3 separate regions of the Sus scrofa genome follow, and all the other regions are linked to region 1. Evidence: chromatin contacts called from public HiChIP or PLAC-seq and promoter capture Hi-C data. All regions are on one chromosome and are shown on one strand. The core of a region is the stretch at or near the end of the contact, and the rest is flanking DNA. Distances in the headings are between cores, read along the strand shown. Region 1 holds the start of PITPNB (phosphatidylinositol transfer protein beta isoform). Region 2 holds the start of EWSR1 (EWS RNA binding protein 1). Region 3 holds the start of TFIP11 (tuftelin interacting protein 11).

Evidence for each region. Promoter capture Hi-C pulls out the DNA fragments that hold promoters and counts their contacts. HiChIP or PLAC-seq counts read pairs in DNA pulled down with a chosen protein or histone mark.
Region 2: a contact with region 1 is called in an H3K27ac HiChIP or PLAC-seq map of alveolar macrophages. The contact joins the promoter of EWSR1 here to the promoter of PITPNB in region 1. A contact is called at or near these places in 2 of 2 datasets of contacts at active chromatin or transcription factors (alveolar macrophages and skeletal muscle).
Region 3: a promoter capture Hi-C map of liver shows a contact between it and region 1, with 6 times the contacts expected there. The contact joins the promoter of TFIP11 here to the promoter of PITPNB in region 1. A contact is called at or near these places in 1 of 5 promoter capture datasets (liver) and 1 of 2 datasets of contacts at active chromatin or transcription factors (alveolar macrophages).

The regions. Positions count from the first base shown.
Region 1 is chr14:45,248,355-45,251,539 of Sscrofa11.1, reverse strand. It overlaps PITPNB (phosphatidylinositol transfer protein beta isoform), which reads left to right and starts at 1,451. Exons shown (of 11, transcript XM_005657336.3): 1 at 1,451-1,556. The coding sequence starts at 1,537. LOC110256863 (a long non-coding RNA gene) reads right to left here and starts at 1,363. Exons shown (of 6, transcript XR_002338912.1): 1 at 1,230-1,363.
Region 2 is chr14:46,406,986-46,410,170 of Sscrofa11.1, reverse strand. It overlaps EWSR1 (EWS RNA binding protein 1), which reads right to left and starts at 1,448. Exons shown (of 17, transcript NM_001252048.1): 1 at 1,436-1,448. The coding sequence starts at 1,448. It overlaps RHBDD3 (rhomboid domain-containing protein 3), which reads left to right. Exons shown (of 7, transcript XM_005657361.2): 1 at 1-1,316; 2 at 2,208-2,336.
Region 3 is chr14:44,111,106-44,114,290 of Sscrofa11.1, reverse strand. TFIP11 (tuftelin interacting protein 11) reads left to right here and starts at 1,583. Exons shown (of 13, transcript NM_001077214.1): 1 at 1,583-1,622; 2 at 2,572-2,789. The coding sequence starts at 2,581. It overlaps LOC102159997 (a long non-coding RNA gene), which reads right to left and starts at 415. Exons shown (of 2, transcript XR_307476.3): 1 at 237-415; 2 at 1-13.

The DNA.
Region 1 (3,185 bases), core at 202-2,701:
TGTTGTTCCAAGGGTGAAATGAGATAAAACATCTCCATTACCTAACAGAGTACTTCGCAAATAAAAGATGCCCAATCAATAGAAGCTATTCCCAGTTTCTCAGCTCTTGGAAAATAAGAGCATGTGTTTCCTTGAATCCTCAGCAACACAATAATTAGTGTTAATAGTGTTACACATCACAGAAAGTCAATGAATCCCAGTGACCTCCTTAGGAGGAAGTTTCTAGCTTTTAGGCAAGAAACTTTTTTTTGTTTGTTTGAGGCAGCCCTAACTCCAGTGGGTGTATTCATATAATTTATATGAAAGTGTTTTAATGATTTTAAAAATTCCTTTAATAACGTTTCAAACAGCTTCCTATGGTTCTCAGAATACAATTCATACTCTTTACTGCCTTTACGGCCTGGTGATCTATTTAGTCCCAGCTTATCTCCCCCACCGCCTATTAAGGCATTCTAGCCACACCTGCCATCTATCTGCTCAACTACTACCCTAAACTTATTTCAGTCTCACAGCTTATCTTCCACTAATTGCCTCCCCATCTTCACAGGCTGGGCTACTTAAAATACTAGGTTAAAACGTGGCCTCCTGAGAGTCCTTCCCTTGATTACTCTGCCTCCCCATTACCCTACTGTACCTTACTCATAGAATACCTCGTACCACGACGCCAAATTCTTTTGTTTTCAGGTGAGCACAGAGACTGCGCATTTTGCTTTCAGAAGGATCCCCCGGGCCTACTACGGTGACTGGCATAGAGAAAGCGAGTGACCCTGGGCTACAACTTCTCCCGAGGTCCACCTCCTGGCTCTTAGCTGCAGCCTGGGCCTCGCTAAGGTCTCCCAAAACACAGCCCCTTCCCGGGTGCTGAGGCAAGCAACCCTTTTCCCCCGAGAGGACTCCTGCAGTTGGGTCACGGCCACGGCGGGGCTCTGGACTCTTGGACAGCAGGGACTGGGGCGCAGAGAACTCGTGTGGCCACAGCTGTTCGAGGCTTGGGGATGGGCTTGGGGAACGTGCGCGTGAGCCGCCAACCCGGCGAAGCCCGCACGGCGGACCTGATTGGACTGGAGAGCGGGGCAGAACCCGGTGGCGTCTGCCTCCCCGACCCGAGTAATTATCACGGACTTGGGAAGTGAGGTATCTGGCAAGAAGGTGGGCCTCCTCTCAAAAGCAGCGAGAGAAGGTTCAGTTTTCCCGGAAACGACCTCCAGGGAACTGACTGGAAAACTCACCAGAGTGCGTAGACTGCAAAGCGACGGCGAGAAAACCCGACTGTAAGGAGGAGCAGCCGTCAGAAGAGCGACAGCGCGCCGAGCTCGCGCAGCCGCAGAGGAGGCCTCGCGCACCTAGGGTGGGGCGCGAGACTGGGGCGGAGCCAGCCCCTCGCGCGCGCTGACGCGGCGGAAGGGTGTGGACGCGCAAGCGCCGAGGCAGCTCGGGCGGCTGGGAGGCGGGGTCGCGCAGGCGCTGTAAGAAGCGGTAGCGGCGGCGGTGGCGGCGGTGGTGGTAGCGGCGGCAGCTGTGAGGGGTTCCAGGAAGATGGTGCTGATTAAAGAATTGTAAGTGGAATCGGTGGACGTGAGCGACATTCTGGGACTGCAGTAATGGGAGATTCATTTATTGAGATGTGGCAGAATATTCCTGAGAAGAAGCGAGTCTCGGGTCGGCCGCTCCCTGCGCGCGCCCCCTCCCCTCGGCCCGCGCCCCCGGCCCACTCGAGGCCCCTCCGCTCTGCGTCCACAGACACTCCCCGCGGCGTTGCCGTGGTAACACTGCTGCCTTCTCCCTCGGGGCGGAGGCGGCAGGGTCCCGGCTGGAGCGCGTGGTTGGGGAAGGCGCGGCCGCGAGTTTCCGCCGGGACCCGCCTTCTCCCCAACCCCCCACCCCAGTCTTGAGACTGGGCCTACCCCCAAGCTCTTGGGTGGGATCCAGCCGAAGCCCGAGGGTGGGCGAGACGCAGTGGATCTGTGATTTGTCGTCTGGGGTGGAGCCTGCCGGTAGCCCGGGGGAGATGGGCTTGCCAGGTAAAGGCAGCCCTGGTGTCGGGACTCGAGGTGGGGTGTAGGCGACCAGAAGTTATTACTAGAGTCGGGAATCCGAAAACCTGCACTTCACTGGGCAGCTCAGTTGACTTAAAACTGGAGAGTCAGCCCTCTGCTCTGTGTTTCAGTTTTCACATCTTTGGGATAGGATAACACTCCAGGTTCCGGGATTTAGATGAAGCGTTAACGTACGGTTGGTCTAATAGAAGGGTTTCCAGGTGCATCATACCGGCGCAGTAGTTTTGTTGAAAAGTTAATGGCATTTCCTACCGGCAAGGCCTGTGAATATCACAGGAAATGTGGTTGGCAGTGAATGTTCAGCCGTCACAGCTGGTTCGTGTTGTCAGGATCCCTTGGGCAACTGGGGATTTTGAGTGTGGTCAGTTCTTGGGTTTTTCAAATGCTCTTTTCATTTTAAACTCTTTAAAATTTTTGTCTTAATTTATCTAACTCCAGACAGCTTATTTGTAGTGTTAGTTCTCAGACTAATTTTAAAAAGTCACTCTTCGCTTCTCTGATTAAAACTCTCCAGACTCCTTATCTCACTGAGAATAAAAGCCGACGCCACGGCATTAACACTTGTGAAGTGATTTCAGTTACTGCTGTCCTTCCCTTGCCGATTTCAGGCTCAGCTTCCTTACTGTTCCTTCACTAGTACTGCAGGAAAAAAAGCTCAGTTCAGGGCCTTTCTGGTTGGTGTTCCCTCTTGGTGAAGTGCTCTTCCCACTTCTCACTAACTCACCTCCTTCTTTCAGGATTCTGCTTAAATATCACCTTAAGTAATTCCTCTCTGAAGATGTAATTGCATTACCCACCATTTGGTGTTTGCCTTCCCTGCTTTATTGCTCTCTCTAGCAGTTACCACCATCTAACATGCAACACAATTATTATTTTTATATTTTACTAGATGTATTCTCTCACTGCATGTAATCTCCATGAATCTATTTTGCTTACTCTCATAGTCTCTGGCACATAAGAGTTCAATAAATATTTGTTAAGTAAGTTAATGAACAATTATTAGTGACAGGGATCATGAAAAAAGGCACATTTTCAGTTAAATCTTATAGTACTGAACTTTGGATTTATAAAATTTCTCTTCCACGTAATTTGTACGATATATCATGCAAGAGTTATCATATATTACTC
Region 2 (3,185 bases), core at 199-2,698, 1.2 Mb before region 1:
CGCCCTCTCTTCCAGGAGCACTTTGTACCCTGGCACTAAAAGCCACCATCTAACTACCTGTTTACTACCCACACAACTGGGGAGAGTTCTTAAACGTTCCTTCGCTGGCTGGATTCCGGACCCTTTTCAAATTGAAACTCTGAAGGACCCAGGGCTTTTTCCCATTTCCTTCTTGTCTTTTGCAACTGCCTCAAAGGCCTAGAGTCAGGAGGGGCAAAAATGCCCCACCCTACCAATAACCGCAAGAACCTGCTGCAAACTGCAGGTCCAGTCTAGAGTGTTAAACACCCCGTGCAAGGACCACCCCAGTCATCGTATTCGAGCGAGCTCCCACCCCAGGTTTTCTTCCAGTACGCGCCTCCTTCCTCTCTAGTCAGCGAAATAAACAAGCCCCCCGGCCTAACCTGGGCAAAATAACATGCAGAACGATTACTTAAGCATAATGCACACTCCCACCCAGGCCTTTTGTTTCTCCTAAGTCAGAGGCCAGAAATTTCTTTCAGTGGAGATTTCTGGCCTCACGATCCGAGTTGGCCTTATTACACAACAGATCTCCCTCGGCGTTTGCTGAAACACGGCCCTAGGAAGCCACATAACCGCTTTCTGGAGAGAAAAAAATAAATGGTAAAAAACGAAGCCCGAAAAGGGAGCCGACTTGAGAGGCCGTAAGGTGTGTGGGGGCGGGGGGAAGGGGGGCCCACACTCCGTCTAAAACACAGTCGGACAGAAAAAAGTTCGGCTTCGCGCTGGAACCCGCCGAGGGGGCGACTTGGCGGCACTGGACGCCGCAGCCGACTCGGCTCTAAGGATGACGGGGCCCCCTTTCATAGGTCTGCGCCCCTCGGCTCGCAAATCCGTGAAGCCTTTTCAGCTTATATGCTTTTATTGCCCAAGCTTCTCGGCGAGGCAGAGTCGCCCTCGGGCTTTGGCTGCCTTTCTGAAAATGAGATTGGGGTGGGAAAAGTCAGAGGGGCTGCGGAACTGCAGCTTTCGGAGCCGCCGTTCGGCCCTCTCACCCCCCGTTTCGGGGCTTCGGAGCTTCGGGGCTCCGGGGCTCGAGGCCTGGCCGAGCCCTCCCCCCACCCCCGCGCGGGGCCCCGGAGGCCGCAGGCCCCGCCCACGTGGCGGGCGGCCCAGAGCGCGAGGCCGGACGGCCGCCACACAATGGAGGCCAAGGCTGGCCCAGCGCGCCTCCGCCGCCTCGAGCCCCCCGCGCGCCGGAGGTGCCGGAAGGTTCCAGAACCGGCCTGCTCGGTGGGGGGAGGGGAGCGGAGGAGAGGAGAAAGGCGGCCGTCGAGCTCCTCGGGCCGCGGCGGGTACCTCACACCCTTCCCAACAAATCCACTCAGTCGTTCCGGTCACCCCTAGAGACGAACGGTCCCTAACTTGGGCGTCCCAGCCGCCGCCGGCGCGACCGCGGCTCCACCACACTCACCCGTGGACGCCATTTTCTCTCCTTCCTTCTCGTTCTCTCAACGTCCGTCTCCCTCTCGCTTTCCCTCTAGGCGCCGCACTGCGCAGGCGCGAAACCCGCAACCTCGGGCGCTACCATCGGGCCAGGCCACGGGGGTAGGGGAAGGAGAGATGAACCACAGCTTTCTCGTCCTTCGCTCCCGCTGCTCTAGTCCTAAACCTCTCTAAAGAGCAACGGATGTGACTAGCTGGCCAAAATAGCACCGCAGGGGTGGGAGCGACCGGTGAGCGGATCTTGGTAACAAGTCAGAGTGATTCTCTGGTCGATGCGAGGCTGTTTGGAATGGTTACGTCCGCTGGCTCTAGGGACCGTCTCTGAAGAGTTTGCCTTGGAGGGAAACGGAGGCCGGCGGGAGGGCTGGGGGAAGGGACCCGGGCCTAGAACAACTGCTGACTAATCGGCGGGCGGCGGAGGAGTGGGTGGCGCGCCGACCGGTCGACCAGGGTCACGCGCCCGAGTGCGAGTAGAATGGGCTCGGGGCGCTCGGGCTTCGGCGGGAAGCTGGAGCACCGACTCCCAGCCGAGGGCCCCACCCGGCCTTCTGGGGGCGGGGGGCGCGCTCCGCAGTGAGTACCCCAGACACGTGGCCCGGCCTGCGGGCAAGGGGACCGAGGCGGGTGGGCTGGATGGGAGGCCGCGCACGTAGTGTTCGGCCCGAGGGCCCTCCAGTAACGGTCGAGTTTGAGAAGGAGGCCCTTTAATCACCACCCCCCACCAACACCCGTTTTTACAGAAAGGGAAACTGAGGCCCAAAATATAAAGCCGAGTCCCAGCCACACCGTGGGACCCCCACTTTCCATCACCCGGAAGAATCTTCCCGGTCCTTGTCTTTCCATTTCTGTCTTCCCGGCTTCCCAGTAAGGTAGGCCAGGGCGTGATGATGCACCGTCCCATTTTATAGATGGACAGGCTGAGACCTCGAGCGTTCAAATCCCAGTTCTTTTTGTCCATGGGCAAACCCACTCTTGCTAAAGTACCCAGGGAGAGATGGTTGTGAGCGTGCAGGAGGCAGCTTGCAGTGGGTGCCCTGGCTCCCTGCAAGAGCTGCACCTGCCTGACTTCTTGTATTAAATCCAGTCTCCCTAGACAGATGCCCAGGCCCATCAAAAGGCAGGGCTTATCCAAATCCTTTGGCGGGAACTGGAGCCAAGCTAGTGTCTTTCCTTCAGTGAACACACATAAAGCAAGCTATATGTAAGCTATGAGCACCCTGGGGAACTTGGCCATGAGCAAGAGGAGAAGGTCTCCTCCAGCCAGTTCAGACCTTCTGCCTAGAAAAAAACAGGCCATGTGGTGCTTATTCGGTTGGGTAAGAGCCATGATACGGGGTGGGGGGGGGCAGAGGAGGGAAGGGGACATTTGAGCTGGGCTTCAAAGGGTGAATAGGAGTTCACAGAGAGATGAAGGGAAGGGCTTTGCAGGCAGACATTTTCTGTATTTTTTCTGTAGGAAACTACAGGTGGGTTTCATCTATGAGGAGTGGGTTTTCTTTATTTTTTTTAATGGCTGCACCCGTGGCATATGGAAATTTCCCGGGCTAGGGACCGAATTGGAGCCACAGCTGAGACTGCAGCTGCAGCAATGCCGGATTATTTAACGTGCTGCACCAGGCCAGGGATTGAACCCATGCTTCTGCAATGACCTGAGCCGCTGCAGTCAGATTCTTGACCCACTACACCACAGCCAGAACTCCAAGGGATAGATTTTCTTA
Region 3 (3,185 bases), core at 334-2,833, 1.1 Mb after region 1:
TTTATTTACCAACCTGTTGGAAAGGAAGAAAATGGAAAGATATCCTGGAGGGAATACTTGGGAACTCTAGAGTTTGCCCATTCACCCCTTCACTCCCTCAAACATTTGTATAAAACAACTACTTATAAAAGTGCCTAAGACGGTGCTTGTACTTAACACCTAAATATCCAAGAGGCAGTCTAGACATTCATTATTCCTATTTAAATGCCGTGTCCTGCCCCCCCACTGTCTCTCACACAACTGTTCCTTGAGCTTGTCCTATATCCCCATTTGGCAGATTTAGAACGTCAGGCTGGCAAAGGAGTCTCTCTAGGCCAGGGTGACTCGACGACGTCCACACCAGTCGTCACAGGCTGGAAGTCGCCACGAAGCGGGGGGGTGGGGGTGGGGGTGGGGCAGACGAATTAGTCCTCAGCCATTCCGGGCCCCGAAAATCCTATCTAACAGCTCAGCCGCTTTAGAGCCAAAGGCGCCCGTAGCGTTCCCTTGCTGCCATGGCAACCCACACAACATTTCCGCCTTCGAGTAACGACATTTCCGGTGCGCCGGTCGCGGCACATCCGGGTTCCGCCCCGAAGCGGCGCGCTTCTTTTGCGGAGCTGGAGGCTGTATTCGTAACGCCGGGCACTGGAGAGGTGAGCGGGGCTTGGAAGCGGGCAGGGGAGCACCGGAGGGAGTTCGCGCTGGTGGGAGTGGTGGCTCCGGGAAGTGGGCCTTGGCCTTGCCCGTTGCGCTTCACTTTCGCAGACAGCTCTGCGGAGGCGGGGAGAAGAGGGGCCGCTCCGGGTTACCGGGCAGTTGGGGGCTTGGGCAAAGTTAGGTACGGAGCCTCCACCGTGAGGCCTGGGTTGCACGGCAGCTGGACCCTGGAGCCCTGGCTTCAGGCCCACCTGATTTCAGGCCCACCTGGTTTCGAGCCTTGCCAGCCGAGAACCTAGAGCAAGTTGTTTAAATTCTCTGCTTCGTTTTACTTAAGCTTGGAGGCGCTAGTAGTTATCTCTCTCTCCAGATGTCTTGATGTTTACATTAGATTATTGACCTGAAGCGTCCAGCAAGTACCTAGCACCTATCGAGGTCTCTCTTACTGATGACAACTCTGGTTATTACCATGCTCTGGGCCCAGGGAAGCAGTGTTGTGTGAGGGACTCCCGCCTCCTCTGAGAATATTTACCTTTTTTGAGCGCCTGGGTGAGGTTAGGACCGGCAGCACCCAACCAGTGCACCTTTGAGTAGAATGAGCAGGGGAAACTTTGTAACAGAGCTGACCAGTTTGACACTGCCTGTGGAAGTAGCGAGCTCCTTTCCTTGAAGGCTGCTTTCCGTGGCTGCTAGACAGGAATCACTGCTGTCCTATTGAATGTATGACTGTGTGGGGACTCGTGCTTGGCACTTCATCTAATACTCATACACTGAGTACCTGGTAGAGAGGGGGTTTGAACTCAGGCTGTGATTTTAGCACCTGGTTTCACAATCACTTTGTGAGGTTCATTCCCTAATTCAGTAACAGGAAGGGCAATGAACCTAATCATGGGATTACAGTAACAGCTGTTTCTGGAGCCCTTAATGTGAGCTGTTTTTTTAGGCCCCATCTCATTGAATCTGCATCATAAGCATTCTCTAAGGTTGGTACTGTAGTTTAACTGTTCAAGAGACAGCTGAATCTCATCACCCAGCTACCACGTGTTTTCTAATTCACAGCTAGTCCGACTGTTAAGGTAGTGTTTGTAATTACTGCCTTCTAGCTCCTCAGGAGAAGTTCCTGTTTGGGGAGGAAAATTAAGTCTAAGAGTCTCATCAAGTAATGTATTCAGAAACCATTTCATAAAAAGATCACTTTGCTGTGACTGTCAAAGGTTTAGATAAAACTCTTTACCCAACATAGGAAAAATAATAAAAATCTGGGATCCGGTAAAATGTCTATCCAATTTCTGAGGCAACAGTACGTAGGATAGCATACTTAGTTCTTTTATGTGGTTTGTGTGTATGTGAGTGTATACAATTGATGTTTTACAACATTGACTAGGACAAGGAAATAACATGCTTAAGAATCACATGGACTGGGAGTTCCTGTCTTGGCTCAGTGGTTATCTAATCTGACTAGGAAACATGAGGTTGTGGGTTCGATCCCTGGCCTTGCTCAGTGGGTTAAGGATCCGGCGTTGCTGTGAGCTGTTGTGTATATGGTGCAGACGCAGCTCGGATCCTAAGTTACTGTGACTGTGGAGTAGGCCAGTGGCTACAGCTCCAATTTGACCTCTAGCCTGGGAACTTCCATACGCTGCGGAAGTGGCCCAAGAAATGGCAAAAAAATGTAAAAAAATTAAAAAAATAAAATGAAATACTTAAAAAAAACCACATGACTGTTGGGACTATTTTGTTCCACCTGTCTTAGTACATATTGTTTTTTGAAAGGATTTAGTGTCTGCTTTATTGAATTGTAACAACAATTTTGGTGAACTTGGAGTTTGGAGGAAGTTCTGAAGGCAGCAGGGAGTAGGGACTCACAGGGAAGCCTTCTGCTGATGCTTGCAGGACTTGTCACAGACTATACTTTTTCATCCCTTCCTTTAGTGACAGGTCATGTCTCTATCCCACTTGTACCGGGACGGAGAAGGCCACATGGATGATGACGAGGATGAGCGGGAGAACTTTGAGATCACCGACTGGGATCTCCAGAATGAATTCAACCCTAACCGGCAGCGCCACTGGCAGACCAAGGAAGAGGCCACCTACGGAGTGTGGGCAGAGCGTGACTCAGATGAAGAGAGGCCCAGCTTTGGAGGCAAACGGTATGGCTGGCATGGGCTGCTTCCCCAGGAGTTGGGGAACTACCCCACTAAGCATCTGTCTCTCCTAGCCCCACTAAGTCCCTTAGCTGCATCATCAGCCAGGGAGCCAGTTCCTCTTTAGGCTTGGGTGCTGGCCTCTCACTGACTGGGTCATCAGTTGGTGTTAATTGAGCAATTATGTGTATTAGGCCTTGTGCTTTAGGCCCAGTCCTTGCTTTCCAGGAGCTGCAACTCTGGCTGTTGGAGACGGGCATTGATCAACAGCAGAAGTGGAAGTCTGTAACTGATTGAGGACCTGAGGGGGGACCTATTTTAGGGTGTTTGACCTATTCGGGAGGTTAGGGAAGATGGAGAATCAGGGCAGCACCGGTAAACAAAGGCCTTTGCTGGGAGGCA